5 separate regions of the Mus musculus genome follow, and regions 1, 3, 4 and 5 are each linked to region 2. The links are chromatin contacts, called in public Hi-C and promoter capture Hi-C maps. All regions are on one chromosome and are shown on one strand. The core of a region is the stretch at or near the end of the contact, and the rest is flanking DNA. Distances in the headings are between cores, read along the strand shown.

Region 1 (2,758 bases), core at 22-2,521, 1.3 Mb after region 2:
CGTGGGATTCTCAGGACAGGGCAGCTCGAGTGGATAGAACCGGCAGGGTAGTTGTGTTCTGTTCAAATAACAGGGGATAATGAGTGTGTTCTGGGGATAAAGGGGCTAAAAAATTGATAATGGGGGTGGGGGTGGGGGTGGGGGAGCTGACTGAGTCTGGGCCTGGCTGAGGTCCAGTGCACAAGGGCAGGAGTTAACCTTGAGAAAGAGTAAGGCTACTTTTTGTGTTGGGCAAGGGAGACTAGGGGAAGATGAAGGAAAGCTACAGGGCAGGCATAATAATGAGTGAAGGGACTTAAATGTGAGGGGGGAATGGGAAAGGCTAGGAAAGCCCAGTTTCTGAAGCCAGTACAGATAAGCACCACAGTTTCCATTCCTTCCTTTTAGATTTATTGAATGCTCTATACCCTACCTGTGCTAAACATTACTGGGCCCTATGGTCTGTAAAGATACAAGTTCTCGGGTTTGTTAGGTTAGCACTCGTTTGAGATTTCGTTCTTCATCTTTGTGGAAGACTTTAAGTAGAACGCACAAATGAATTAGAAAGGTCCTTTGTTGGACCAGATAAACTGGGTTGGAGCTTAAAGCACCCGTGACGATATCATCGCCGTTTGAAATAAAAACGGAAGAGAGTCCGAAATGGGAGAAAGCTACACTAAAGGAGGAGACCGAAGTGAGTAAAGTGAGGCTGTAAGTCTTCAGGCTGGCAGATGGGACCTCCCTGTTCACTTCAGAGAGCAGTGAAAACGCACGGACAGCTCTTCGGTTTAAGCACTATTTAGTTCAGCTTCTCCGCTAAGTGTCTCTACGGCGGCCGAAGAGGACCAAACTTTGCCCAAACCACGTCATCTAAAGTACCTCTGCAACTGCCCAGGTAGCAAACTGACATCGGGTCAGCAACACCTTCGCCCGCAATTTATTGATGATAGGCGGGGAGAATTAGCTCTACTCTTTTGCAATTGGTCACAGGAGAATGCGAGTCCCGCCTTCTGCGCTGCCACCGTTGATTGGTTTTTTGGAACTGTCATTCGAGGACTCTCCGCCCCCTCATCATAGCTCCTCCCCTTAATATGGCCCCTCCTCTTGGTGACCCCGCCTTCTACACCGAATCTAACAGGCTGACGGAGCTGCCATTCGAAGAGCCTCCGTCCCGCCCTCTCCTCCCCGGCATGGCCTCGCCCCTTACCGTGGCTGGGATCTCGCGGGAAGAGCCGCGGGCACGGCGGCGGCTCGGCTCCCCAGTAGCGCGCCGAGCGGGCGGGCTCTCCTCACACGAGCGCTTCCTCGCCGAGAGGCTGGAGCTGCGGCAGCGCAGGCCTGGGCCGCCGTGTCTCTGCCGCTCGCTTCAGTTTTCCTCAGGGCTCTGGGGGCCGCTCGTCCGCCGACGCGCCTCAGGTGAGGGAGCTCGTCGTGTCGTGGCTGAGGGGCGGCCGTGGCAAGTGGGCTCGCGACGGGGGCGGCTCCCGGGGATGCGCGGCGTTCCGAGTGCGGGGATCTTGGGTGACGCGGCGGGGGCTGGGGTCTCGGGGCTTCTTTGGCTTTGGAGTGGGGGTGGGTGGCTGCCCAGGCGGTCCCGGGTCTCTAGGGTCGCGGGAGCGCGTCCTGTGTCCTGCCTGAGAGCCCGGGTGCTGGCATAGCGCGGTTCTGGGACTTGGAGACCATTTCTGGCGATCCCGTGCAGTTGAGGGGCTTGGGATACAGTTTAGCCTTGTCCGGAGGGCACGGGGAGACCTATGAGCGGAGAGGGGTCCGCTTGGCATTCCTGGGGTAAAGCAGGAGGATGTCAGGGTTCCAGAGACTTGGGTTTGTTTAAGGTCGCCATGGGGTGATAAGACGATGCCCGTGTCCCTCCCGGGAAGGAACGGACTGGGTGGGTGTGGGTGGGGGCGGGAAGCGTGCATGGGGAGACCAACATTTGTATTGGGGTTTCTGCTTCGCCCAGAGGGGGGCGGTAACTGTGCGTGATGGTCCCCATTCTTTTTCGGGGCGACAAGGAGGGTGATTTTGCCGTGTGGGCGCGGCTCAGCGGTCTCTGGGTCTCCAGGGGTGCCAGACCCGGTTTCAGGAGCCACCCCATGGCACTGCTTGTGGCTTTCGGTATCTGACGGTCTCGATCTGGTCTCTCTCTCTTTCTCGATGAGATTTAACTCAGTGCTTCTTCGTTGGACGCTTGATCGGGGCAGTTGCCTAGTTGGAGACACAGTGGGCTTGTTCTGCAGTTTTCTTTTCTTTGCCCCAGGATACCTTTGGGGACGCGCTGGTGTCGCCGGAGCTCTGATCTCCGGAGGAGAGGAGAGGAGCGATACCAGACTTGAGCATGTTGTCTGGAATACCTGACTGTTGAGTGAGGGTTTAGATCTGAGGGTAGGGCGGCTGTGCGATTTGGGCTTTCTGTTTTAGGTAGTGTTTGATGGTCTTGCATGGTTAAATCTGTCCTGAATTTGCCTGGGTGTTAGGTAGTGCCAAGAAGCATCCTTTCTAAAGGTTTTGTGGAAGAGGGGTAATTAAAAACAAAAGTGTAGCATATTATGTATGTATGTCTCAAGTCCAGATTTCTACAAAAGCGTCATTGGCAACCTGTTAATGATGCCCTATTGAGCTTCTTTAGAGAATTCTGGTACATCAGTTTTTACCGTGGTTTGAATCTTACAGAGTTCTTGAAGACTCTGCCAGACTTAGGTGGAACTTAAAATGACTTATAGGTATCTGCCTGTGAGTGGTTTAAAAACGTGTGTCAGAATGTCTGTACATTTGCCTG
Region 2 (2,700 bases), core at 100-2,599:
CTGAGAGACTGCCATTCATATATTTAAAAAAGTGCTTCAGAATATACATGCAAATTTGGCAAATGGTGTTGGTTTTCCCTATGGTACTATGAATTTTTAAAAAGACGTTTTAACAAATCATAGGTTAATAGAAAATCTCTAGTTTTGTAGTTAATTTTCCTTAATAATAGAAATAAAGTTTAGATTAAGAAGTACATGGCAAAATAGTGAATTTTTCTTTAGCACTGAAGAGCAGTTACAAAGGGGTAGTTCCAACAGTACCTGGAGAATCGGTCTACGTGAATTCCTACCTAAGCTATTAAGGAATAATAACTAAAAGATGGTCATTTATCTCCTACAATGGCCTTTCAAATGCAACAGGAAAAAAGCCCAAGTAGAGGAAATTATGCCACAAATTTTGGTATTACATTGAAAATGATCAACATTTAATTGTTCCTCCTCTTACATTAATCACATATCTGTTTATTCCGGGGAAAGTGGACACTGGTCCCACCACCCCACGCACTATGTTTATGCATAATCAGCCCCAAAAGGTAGAGATAATAGCATAATTTAATTACAAATAAAGGGCCTACCTACACGTTGCCATTTGTAAGCAATTCTTTTGTATAGACACATAGATCAACAGGATTATGCACTTTAAAATGTGAGGTAACAAGGCATTTAAAAATAACCAAGGTTTACGGCTACTGCCCTGCTATCACTGACTGCATAAACACTGCAATTTAGCTGAAAATATATGGAACAGACGGGATATTTTTGCAACGGTTGAATAAGATATTATGATGCCAGAAATACAGCTGTCCCCAGGCAGTTAAGCGCTCTCCATTGAGTTTCTTTACTGTTGCTTTTGAGTAGGAGATTGCTTGGTACTGTAGGTCACTGGTTAGGGTAAAGGACCTCACTGAAAAATTCATGCACACTTTGCTAACGTGGGAGAAAAAATAGTGGTATTTTGGAACTGTTAATTGGAAGAAGGGGCATAAAAACATGCTTTTTTTTTTTTTTTTCTTTTTTTAATAAAAAGGTCTTGCCTGGCTCTTGCCGATTTAATGTAACAAACCCGCGGATAGTAAAAGGTATATAACTTGACAAGCTGGTGCTGCCGTCTTGTCCTTCACCGCCTTTTCTGCATGATCAAACCTTAAATTGTTTTACGGACAGCCCCCAGCCGTAGATCCGTGTCTTCCTGGGTTTTCTAGGCTCCTTTACCACTACCTGAAGAGATGGAAGTCAGCCAGTCCTAGCACGAGATCCCTGCTCCGCCCCAGCTGCCCTCTTCCAACATGGCGCCCCAGGAGGCGGGTCCCACATGTCGGCTCCCCGGGTTCCGGCGCCATCGCGTTTTGGTTCCGGAGTAACAGCGGTCTAACGGCCGCCTTCCTCCTCCTCTCGCCGCCACCTCCGCTGCCGGGACGCGGGCCTCAGTCGGACGATCCTGCACGCGCCGCGCCCTCCGGTTCCGGCTGCGGTCCGGGACCCGCCCCTTGACCCCGCGGCCCTGGGCCCCCCTGCCTGGTTGGAGGGCAGGCGCCACCGGTGCACCTCCGAAACAGCCCCGACCCAGCCCGCGGCGCCCGGCCACCGTCCCCTTGCCCACCGAGACACTCAGGACGGCAGGACCCTGGCCACTGTACCTGCCTTAAACCAGGCCGTTGCTCCGCTGTCTCCTCTTACTCACAAGGACTACAGAATGCTTGTGGGTTCTGTTTTGTCCACTTTTGTAACTCCAGGACCTTCCGCTCTCTACTAATTCCTCTTGGCCGGTCCCCCAACAGTGCATCCTCTCCTAGGGACACTCCACACGACCTGGGCCTGGTTTTGGGCCTGCAAGCTCCCTCCTGATCGCTCCTCTTCACTTCTCCCCATCTTCTTGCTCCCTATTTATCGCCTGCCTTCTGTCTATCGTTCCCCTTGTCACTTCTTGGGGCTCCTCCTAAGTAGGGGCAGGTCGGTACCCCTCGCCCCAGGATGTGAGACCCTTTAACCTGTAATGCTGTGGCTGGCCCTTGGCCCCTTCTGTGCCATGGAGAACCAGGTGCTGGTGATTCGGATCAAGATTCCAAATAGTGGCGCGGTGGACTGGACCGTGCACTCCGGGCCGCAGTTACTCTTCAGGGATGTTCTGGTGAGTGGTGACTTTAGTGGCCAAATCCCAGCGTTGGGGATTATGGATCTGGATAGGCAGCATCTTGACCATTGGTGGCCTGAGCTGGCCTCTGGTGGGGTCAACTTACCTGTTTTAACCACAGTCTCGGTTAATTGCACTCACTGAAAACTGGTAAATGTGCAGCGCCCTGGGAAATTGATGTATCCGACTGAACCCCTGCCCTCAGGAAGCTCACAGTCTGGACTGTGACTTACACACCAGTGCAGACAACTGGGATGTAAAGAGTTTTAAAACTGTTTCTTATATTTTTCTCAAGTATTTGGAAAGGATTCCTGCCCTCATTCTAGCCCTGTCACTGCTGAGTTTCCTGAACTTGTGACCTGCTGGGAAAGGGACACCAGGGCAATCTTAGTTTACAATGGTTAAGCAAACCTTAGATGCCACTGAATGGGAGACCTAGACTTAACTATCAATATGGAAAGGATGCTGCCTGTTAGAACTACAGCACATCATTCCGTGACAAACACAGCTCAATTTCAGAGATGTTGAGTGTTCAGGGAAAATTTACATCTTAGAATCAACAGTGCATT
Region 3 (2,700 bases), core at 156-2,655, 1.6 Mb before region 2:
CAGGTGCTCATCAAAATCTCAACATAACCAATGAACTACCCCTAATACAACATACATTAATTCATTAGGAAAATACATTGTAAATTTTAACTCTGTACACAAAAATACACTTTCTTATTTAAGCAGAGCCACCAGGGAGTCCTGCACTTCTGCTCAGGTGCAGTTTATCCAGCTCTTGTGGGTCACATTTATGCACGGAAGCCTTTATGGTTTTTAAAGCTGATGATCACGCCCTCACCTCTTAAGAGATTGAGAAACAGTTTTCTGGATCAAGTACCAACAAGCACTTCCAGTCCATGAAATTGCTGCTAGCACTGCAATGGGTGACCGCAGCTGTCAGTCTGGCCTTCTCTGAAGACACCTGAGAAGCTGGCTCTTTCTCCTGACTGATGCATTTGTGTCAGGGCCCGAGTGCACTTCCTCAGCCGTGGCCGACTTGTGGCAATCCAATTTTGTTTTTGGGTTGTAAGCACTGGGATAAACGAAAGAATGGAACGTCCCTGAAGGCTGTTTCACTCAAGCAGTCTGGGCTTAGCCACAAAACTGAAAAATAAAAGATCTCTCATTAGTAGATAACACGATGTATTTCTCACTTGGGCTGACTCTGATCAAATTTCCCCACACCGCCCTCAGCCTTTCCAATTGGTACCATTTTACAATGTTTCAGATAACCAAGGGTTTTCTTTCTCCTGGACAGTCTACTCCTGATGATACATCCTCGCCACATGACTGCTCTAAAAGCCATCAATTACATTTATAGTTCTACTCTGAAGGGGATCATTAGCCCATTCATAGCAATTTGACGCTCAGGAATCTCTCAAAGCTCCACTTCAGTTTCTAAGTGCATACACGTCGGCTTTTCTGTCGCTCTGGCTTGCCCTACGAATTCCTCTAAATTCTCAGATGATTAATATCTGAATGGGTAGCCTGAAGTGCAGCAGAGTTCACTTAAGACTGCAACTGAAGAATAGACCTTTACCTTTAAAACGAGCCCAAAACATTTGTTGTATGGAACTCTCGGGGAAAGAGGGGACGGAAGTCTCAGGGTCCAGGGACGGAAGACTCTCAGGGGAGGAAGAAACACGGCCCCAAGCGCGGAATCCTGCTGCTTACAAGACCCGGGCCACACAGAGGGCAGGCCTGTCGCAGGCCCTGGAGCCAGCGCCCCTGAGACCGCCACCCTACGCGGGCCTCAGAGAAGGTCCGCCGCCCGCCCTGTGTTGTTCCTTCCACTCCTTCCCCTGTAACCCCAACCGCCATCGAAACACAGCCCTCAACAGGCACATTCCCTGACTTACCCGGAGCCCATCTCCAGCCTCTGTCCGTCCGCTTAAACCTTCCGTCCGCGCGCCATAGCCGGAACTTAAGGGCCGTGCGACATAAGGGAACCCGGAGGCAGCGAATAGCGTGGGCTGGGCGGGGCTTCCAGCCCACGGGCGCTGGGTTGTGGCTCTCCCGGGACGCTAGGGGGTGCTCCTCCTCTGTCTCTTGCCCACGGAGCCCCAATTTCCTCCCAGGCTGAGCCCTGCGGGGGGTTTCTGGCCCTTCCCCCTTTGTCTTACCCCATTCTGGGTGCCTCCCTCCATTTATCTCTGCTTTGCCTTTTTATTAACCTGTAGACCCCTGGCCAGTGTCTAACATTTCTGTCATTGCTTTTCTTCTTCAGAATTCTCAGTCACACCGACAGAACAGTAGGATGCTCTTCCTACTCTTAAAAAACTGTAATCCCCGGCTGAGTGCTCAGACTGTAAGCACCTGGCTGCCCTGAGTCTAAGTTGCATTGAGATCTTAGTACCACGTTATTTCCCTACCCTGACTTTGAGACCGGCAGAAGCGTGACTCAGTTATTGCTTTTGTGCCTGAGATGTGCTGAAGGTTTTGCTTTTAGGATTCCATGTAAGGCTTTGAGGGTCCCTGCCTGCTTCTCTCCACCAGGTGTCCCTAGCATAGCATATGCCTCAGGGAGTTCCTGGGCGGGGATGAGAGGGTGAGGTGGGCAAAAGGTGACTTGCTAACCCTGTGGGCTGTAGGGGCCTGGAGAATGTCAGTTAGTAGTAGGCCTCAACGGATGCTAACAGAACGCTGGGTAGTTATGGTTCAAAGACCAATACTTCACAACAGCAATTACAAGTGAGAACACAGAGCTCCCTGTAAAGTCTTAGGCATATGGCTTTCTTTAAGCTTATGGGTTGCAAGCGGGATAAGGAAGGGAAACTCTTAGAACTGACTTACCACAACTTGCTCCGTGGGAAAGTGTTTGTTGTTCTTTAATGTTTCCTCTTTCTATTAGAGGTGGCAGAGAAAGCCAACACTAGACTCTGGGGAACCAATATCAAGGCCGCATGGCCTGTAGACTTAGCTTTTGTTTGCTGCAGGACATCTTTCTCCAACCAGGCTAGTTTCAATATTTCAAAAGACCTTGCTATGTTTGAACAGTTATGGGGCTCTAGGTAAGTAAGAATATATAGCCTGATTACTTAGCCGTAATGGGAGAGATCTGGCCAAGACTATGCAGACAGAGGAGTTATCTGTCTAGTTGCTCTATTGTGGTGATGATTCAGCCATGGATTGCTGTTCTAGGCCAGCTTAGATACATGGTCTGGTTTATGACCTTAAAGACTAAACTTAAGTTAATTAGTTTGCTCATTTTTAATGATCTGATAGGTGTTCAGATTTGTTGTCGTCGTCCTCGTTCTGCTG
Region 4 (2,700 bases), core at 117-2,616, 1.5 Mb after region 2:
TCTGAGATGTAGCTGAGTGGCTGGAGTGCTTAGTGTGTACCCGCCCTGGAGTTAATCCCTAGCCCAGCATGACCTGGATACTTAAAATCAATCCCAGGCAGGGGAGGAAGATCCAACATTCCAGGTAATCTTCAACCACATAGCAAGTTCAAGGCCAGCTGAGGTACATGACACCCTGTCAGGGTGTGTGTGTGTGTGTGTGTTTAGACTGAAGGCCATGTCAAATTCCACTGAGATCATGAACAGAATTTTGATTGGAACTATATTACTTGGAGAAAATTCTCCGTTTTAGGCTCTTATCTGTGAAAACTATATTGCTCTACTTAGGTTCCTTTTGCTGTTTCATAGCTTCTTTGTGGTCCTGAGATTAGAATTTTATTAACTTTAAAGAAACCACTTAATCTAGTATGCACTACATTCTAGTTGCAAGTTTCTAGCACCAAGGTCACCTCTACACAAGCTGACCACACACGAGCTGTACCCTAACCTGAGGGGTGTTTTTATTTAATTGTGTATATGAGCACTTGGGGTTTCTATTGCTGTGACAAAGTACCATGCACTAAAAGAGAGGCAAAGGAAAACGTTTGTTTATTGATACTTGCTTTTGATGTCTGCGCATCAAAGTTACTCTCCTGGTTTTCTAGGGGTTCTATATAATTAGTTGCCGAATTTTATCACGTGGTCTCCTACTTCTGTGGGTTTTTTCCTCACCATACCTCGCGTGACACTTTAAAGAGTGTTTACTTTTATGTGTACTTGAGCGTGTCTGCTGACCTCTGTCAGGATCAGAGCCCCTGTTACTGGATTTCCTGGCACTTTTCGGGGTGCGGGAGCCAAACCTGAGAGCTGCAAGATGGCTTAACTTCCGCCCCTCTGTGCTTTTTCAATGTAATGAATTAAACATTAACCACGATATATTGCATTTGATATGCAACTCCGGGTCCCGGGTGGTATTTATCAACCTCATCACAGACACAGTTACTACGGCGCGCACGCCCGGGGTGAGGGTGGGTTGGGAAGTCCACCACGTGATCCGCAAGGCTTGAGGCGGAGAGCGACTTTTCAGTGTACCCAAGCCGTGGGAACGCGCCTGTCAGTTTAAGCAGTACGTCTCCCCCGATAGCTCTCTCCCTTTAGCCTGTTAATCTCTACTGTTGAGCACTTGTAATATTCGCAAGCCCCAAAGGCCAATCGCACCGGAAGTCGAACGCGCAAATCCGGAACTGCGTTCTGCAGACGCGCCTCCTCTCGGTTTTGGCCCTGCCCCTTCCGTCTCGAGTCGGGCATCGATTGGTCGGCGCGGTCCCATAAGAAGCTGCGCGCAGGCGTATATGATCTTTTCCTCAGCTGCCGCCAAGGTGCTCGGTCCTTCCGAGGAAGCTAAGGCCGCGTTGGGGTGAGGCCCTCACTTCATCCGGCGACTAGCACCGTGCCGGCAGTCTACAGCATGGCTTCCGTCTCCGAGCTCGCTTGCATCTACTCCGCCCTCATCCTGCACGACGACGAGGTGACGGTCACGGTAAGTGCGGGATAACCCCGGGCCGGCCACGTGTTTGTGCGGCGGACACCCGGCTCCGCCCGGACTTCGCATTCTCAGGCATTCGGTGACTTGGAGGCCTGTGAGGCGTATGCGCTCTGTCCTCCCCGCGCGGCCCAACCCGAGACAGGTGAATGGCGGTCCCGAGCGCGCATGTTAGGCCTACTGTTTAGAGTGGGCTGTTTTTATCTAAGTTTTAGGCCTCGAACTCAGGTCGTCAGGCCTGCGGGACAATCCCACAGCCCGCTGAGCCTTCAAACCTGGCCTTGTCTTTTTTAAGGTTGACTTTAGCCCAAGTACGAAACTTAACTCTGTATAAGTGACTGAGTTTTAGCCGCATTCTGATCGTTCTGACGGGTTGGCGTTTGTGTTCCAGGAGGATAAGATCAATGCCCTCATTAAAGCAGCTGGTGTCAGCGTCGAACCTTTCTGGCCTGGCTTGTTTGCCAAGGTAAGTTTTGGGGTTACACTTGGTAATGTACGATTTCCACCACCAGCCTTGATTTTTGTATCTTAGTTTGTACTTATTGATGTGGCTTTTATGTCAGGCCTTCACGGTCCATGGCTTGAGAATGAGTTTTGTTGCCTCTTAAGTTTGGGCATTTGAAGCAGTGAGATTCATGCAAAGTGGATAGCTACATTCTATTTATACAAACAGCTTTATTTCTGGCAAGTGGGGTCAATCAACTGGTGGCAGTTGTATATTGATTCCCTGTAGTCCTGAACATTGCTTTGGTCTCATGGGTGAAAAGAGCTTAATTGAATCATTAAATCTTGCAGCACAAAACTAAAAGCCTTTTCTATGTCTCTGTTGTAGGCTCTGGCCAATGTCAACATTGGGAGCCTCATCTGCAATGTAGGGGCTGGTGGGCCCGCTCCAGCAGCTGGAGCTGCGCCTGCTGGTGGTGCTGCTCCATCCACTGCCGCCGCCCCAGCTGAGGAGAAGAAAGTGGAGGCAAAGAAGGAAGAGTCCGAGGAGTCTGAAGATGACATGGGCTTCGGTCTTTTTGACTAAACTGCTTTTGTTAAGTTGGCTAATAAAGAGCTGAACCTGTAGGTGGACTGGTCTCACTTGTAAGCCACAAAGCTCTTGGAGTTTCAGAGATGGTAGCAGGTCCCAAAAAAATGTCAGGGAAGGAGGGTCTTGACCAAAGCCACCATGA
Region 5 (2,715 bases), core at 2-2,501, 1.0 Mb after region 2:
TCTGCTGCCGATGAGGCGTCAGGGTGCCAAGGCTGGCATCTGGGGAGGGAGCCGGGGGCCAGAACGGGACGCAGCCTCCGGGCAACTTACATTAGCGACGCTCGTGGTTGGGGAGGCGCGAGGATTATCTGAGCATTTGCACACTTCACAATCCCTCCCCCTTAACCTAAGGTACCCCCCCTCCCTTTCCGCGAGGAAGAAGGGAGAAAAGACAGCATCTGGCCCAAAGGTGGGGTGGAAAGAGTGAGAGAGAAAGGAGAAGGAAGGCAGACAGAGAAAGGGAGGGAGGGAGAGAAAGGGCGCGTTCACGAACACGACAAAGTTACAAATATGGCTCCCCACCTCTCGCCTCATCCCCGCAGAGAAACGAAGACGCGCTTTAAACTCGAGCCATCTCCCAACTCCGCAGCAGTCGGGTCCCCACGCGCTCTCCCCGGGGTCCTCGGGCTACATTGATCAGAAACTATACCGGACTCGCGAAGCCCAAAACTTATTGTGTGCGAGCGAGCGAAAGAGACTGCAAAGGGAGGGGGCAGGCGCGGGAGGGGGCGGAAAGGGGGTTACGCTTCTAAAATATAACAACCCCTTTTTGTTGTTTAATCCAGGAGGCAGCCCATCTTCTCCTCCCCTCGATCATCTTTTCCATCCAGATGCAAGTCGTGGGAGCTGAGAGCTCGGACGAGGGTGAAATTGCCGCCTTCCCTCCGACCCGAACGCGTGCGCCCCGCCGGCCCCCCGCTGGGTGCACACTCGCACGCACACCCTCGCACCCATACCCGCACACGCGGGAGCACACGCACAGGTAGTCAGTCACACACCAAGGGCAGCAGCGACGGCGGACGAAACATGCTCCGGTGGCATTGCAACCCCCCCCACCCCCGCCATCCAACCTTGCAATTCATTTGCAGTCAGACCCCAAACCCCACACCTTCCCCGGAGCCCCCCTCCATAAAAAAGTGCCTTCCCCCCAAAACACACACGCACACATAACACAAAGTAGGAGAATGGACCGACAGAGATATTTTTGGCAAATGCTCACATCAGAGGGCGTCCTGTTCCGCAGCTCTAAATAAATCCGTTTGTCCATCTCCATCTCTCGCGCTCTCTCTTTCTGCAGAGGATCCTGCGCCAGCGGAATTCAATCAATAAACCCCGAACCCACGGCCGCGCGTTTTAGGACTTTGAAGGCTCAACCAGCTCCGCTCGGTTCTCGAGCCCCCAGCACCCGCGGCGCACACTAACCTGATCGCCGTAGAGGCGGGACCTGCGGCTCCTTGCGTGGAGCGGCGGCAACAAGAGCCAATCAAATGGCGAGGCTTCGGACGCCAGCCAATAGTGGTGGTGGCGGCGGGGGGCAGGGTCCAATGGGCATCCTGCGCAGCGGGCCAGGGAGGCTCAGCCATTTGGCTGTGGTGCCGGAGACGGACCCCTTTAGATACCGGGGCCGCCGAAGAGGAGCGCGGCTGCACCTTGGTGGTTGCGCGCTGGGGGCGGGAGGGAAGGCAGGGCAGGTGCGTGGACCTGAAGGTTCGTGGCCGGGGGCGGGGCCGCAGGTGCGTGGACACGGGAGGGGCGGGGTCCTTGCGGGGGCATCCTCTGGGTGCTGGGCGGGCGGACGAGGCCTGGGGCGCGCGGGCACAAGGCAGGCCCAAGGAGGGCGCGCATTTTTGGAGCGCACGAAGGACAAATCCCACCACACACACACACACCCCGGGATGCCCACTTGGCACAACCCCTCCGACCGGTCTGCTCCCATCTCCGCAATTAAATAATCAAGTCTTAAGTGCATGACGCTCCCACATCCAAAGGAGCGAGGGCGCGATCTCGACCCCAGAGGCTTGGCAATCTGATGCCCTGTCTTAAAAGAAGCAATTCCCCGAGAGTCATCGGGGGGATCTTGTATAGGGCAATTAATGAATGGAAAGGCCGCAGATGGAGAACTGTATAAAATATTAAAAAGTGGAAAAGGAAGGTGCTGGGAACTGCCGATTCTCAGAGCCGAACATAATTGACGGGCTTTATAGGATTTTTTGAGAGAGAGCGTTGCACGTTTCATTCTAATCGTTTGGTTGGATCTGCATTGCCAAAGAGTCGCTAACTGGGGGCACTTACGCCAGGTCTTACAGTTGCTTTGGGTTTTGTTTTTGTTCGACCACGTTACGTTTTTTAAGAAACCTTTACAGCCCTGGTTCCCATTGGGTTACCAGCTTCCTATGGGCAGCCCTCGGACCTCATGGTACTATGTGGATGTCCGGCTGTGAACAAATTACGGGATACATGTTTAATTTTATTCACACAACTTTATCATAGTGTCTTTTCCTATGTGTCTTCATCTACACGCTTCTGCAAACACCCCCAAAGTAATTCTTTTTTTGAGACATTAGAACTAAGTATTTTATTTAGTTAGTTCTTTTAGATCAAACAAATGGATTTGAAAGCTGATAAATGTTTATTCTAAGTAGCTGGAAGTACAAAATAAAACCATTTCGTCTGGGTAAATATGTAATTTCTTTACGTTGTTCATTTGACATTTCTTATCCTTAGATTTTTGTTAATTTTTACAAAGGCTGTATATCTGGAATGTTTCAATTGTATTGTTTCCTTTTAAAAACACAAAGAACTCCAAATTATCTCTTTGCCAATGTATCAGCTCATGTTTCTGGATAAGGTTTTTAAAGCAATAATAGTTTTTCATTACAAATATTTTAAGAAGGT

Evidence for each region. Promoter capture Hi-C pulls out the DNA fragments that hold promoters and counts their contacts. A called contact is a pair of places that touch in the nucleus more often than the background predicts.
Region 1: a contact with region 2 is called in a promoter capture Hi-C map of liver, with 2.4 times the contacts expected there. The contact joins the promoter of Glce here to the promoter of Map2k5 in region 2. A contact is called at or near these places in 2 of 39 promoter capture datasets (erythroid cells and liver), 1 of 484 Hi-C or Micro-C datasets (CD8 T cells) and 1 of 115 datasets of contacts at active chromatin or transcription factors (astrocytes).
Region 3: a contact with region 2 is called in a promoter capture Hi-C map of liver, with 5 times the contacts expected there. The contact joins the promoter of Ints14 here to the promoter of Map2k5 in region 2. A contact is called at or near these places in 3 of 39 promoter capture datasets (hippocampal neurons and liver), 2 of 484 Hi-C or Micro-C datasets (B cells and CD8 T cells) and 1 of 9 other capture datasets (liver).
Region 4: a promoter capture Hi-C map of liver shows a contact between it and region 2, with 5 times the contacts expected there. The contact joins the promoter of Rplp1 here to the promoter of Map2k5 in region 2. A contact is called at or near these places in 1 of 39 promoter capture datasets (liver) and 2 of 484 Hi-C or Micro-C datasets (B cells and rod photoreceptor).
Region 5: a Hi-C map of regulatory T cells shows a contact between it and region 2, with 10 times the contacts expected there. The contact joins the promoter of Anp32a here to the promoter of Map2k5 in region 2. A contact is called at or near these places in 2 of 39 promoter capture datasets (erythroid cells and pre-B cells), 1 of 484 Hi-C or Micro-C datasets (regulatory T cells) and 1 of 115 datasets of contacts at active chromatin or transcription factors (embryonic stem cells).

Annotation. Positions count from the first base shown.
Region 1 is chr9:62,121,122-62,123,879 of GRCm38.p6, reverse strand. It overlaps Glce (glucuronyl C5-epimerase), which reads left to right and starts at 1,271. Exons shown (of 5, transcript NM_033320.5): 1 at 1,271-1,395. It overlaps Mir5133 (microRNA 5133), which reads left to right and starts at 1,286; the gene lies at 1,286-1,362.
Region 2 is chr9:63,376,551-63,379,250 of GRCm38.p6, reverse strand. It overlaps Map2k5 (mitogen-activated protein kinase kinase 5), which reads left to right and starts at 1,349. Exons shown (of 22, transcript NM_011840.3): 1 at 1,349-2,128. The coding sequence starts at 1,994.
Region 3 is chr9:64,959,537-64,962,236 of GRCm38.p6, reverse strand. Ints14 (integrator complex subunit 14) reads right to left here and starts at 1,405. Exons shown (of 13, transcript NM_001077631.2): 1 at 1,299-1,405; 2 at 239-543.
Region 4 is chr9:61,913,176-61,915,875 of GRCm38.p6, reverse strand. It overlaps Rplp1 (ribosomal protein, large, P1), which reads left to right and starts at 1,366. Exons shown (of 3, transcript NM_018853.3): 1 at 1,366-1,519; 2 at 1,914-1,988; 3 at 2,355-2,593. The coding sequence starts at 1,448. The coding sequence ends at 2,552.
Region 5 is chr9:62,339,879-62,342,593 of GRCm38.p6, reverse strand. Anp32a (acidic (leucine-rich) nuclear phosphoprotein 32 family, member A) reads right to left here and starts at 1,251. Exons shown (of 7, transcript NM_009672.3): 1 at 1,040-1,251. The coding sequence starts at 1,093. It overlaps Gm20346 (predicted gene, 20346), which reads left to right. Exons shown (of 2, transcript NM_001378702.1): 2 at 606-1,092. The coding sequence ends at 670.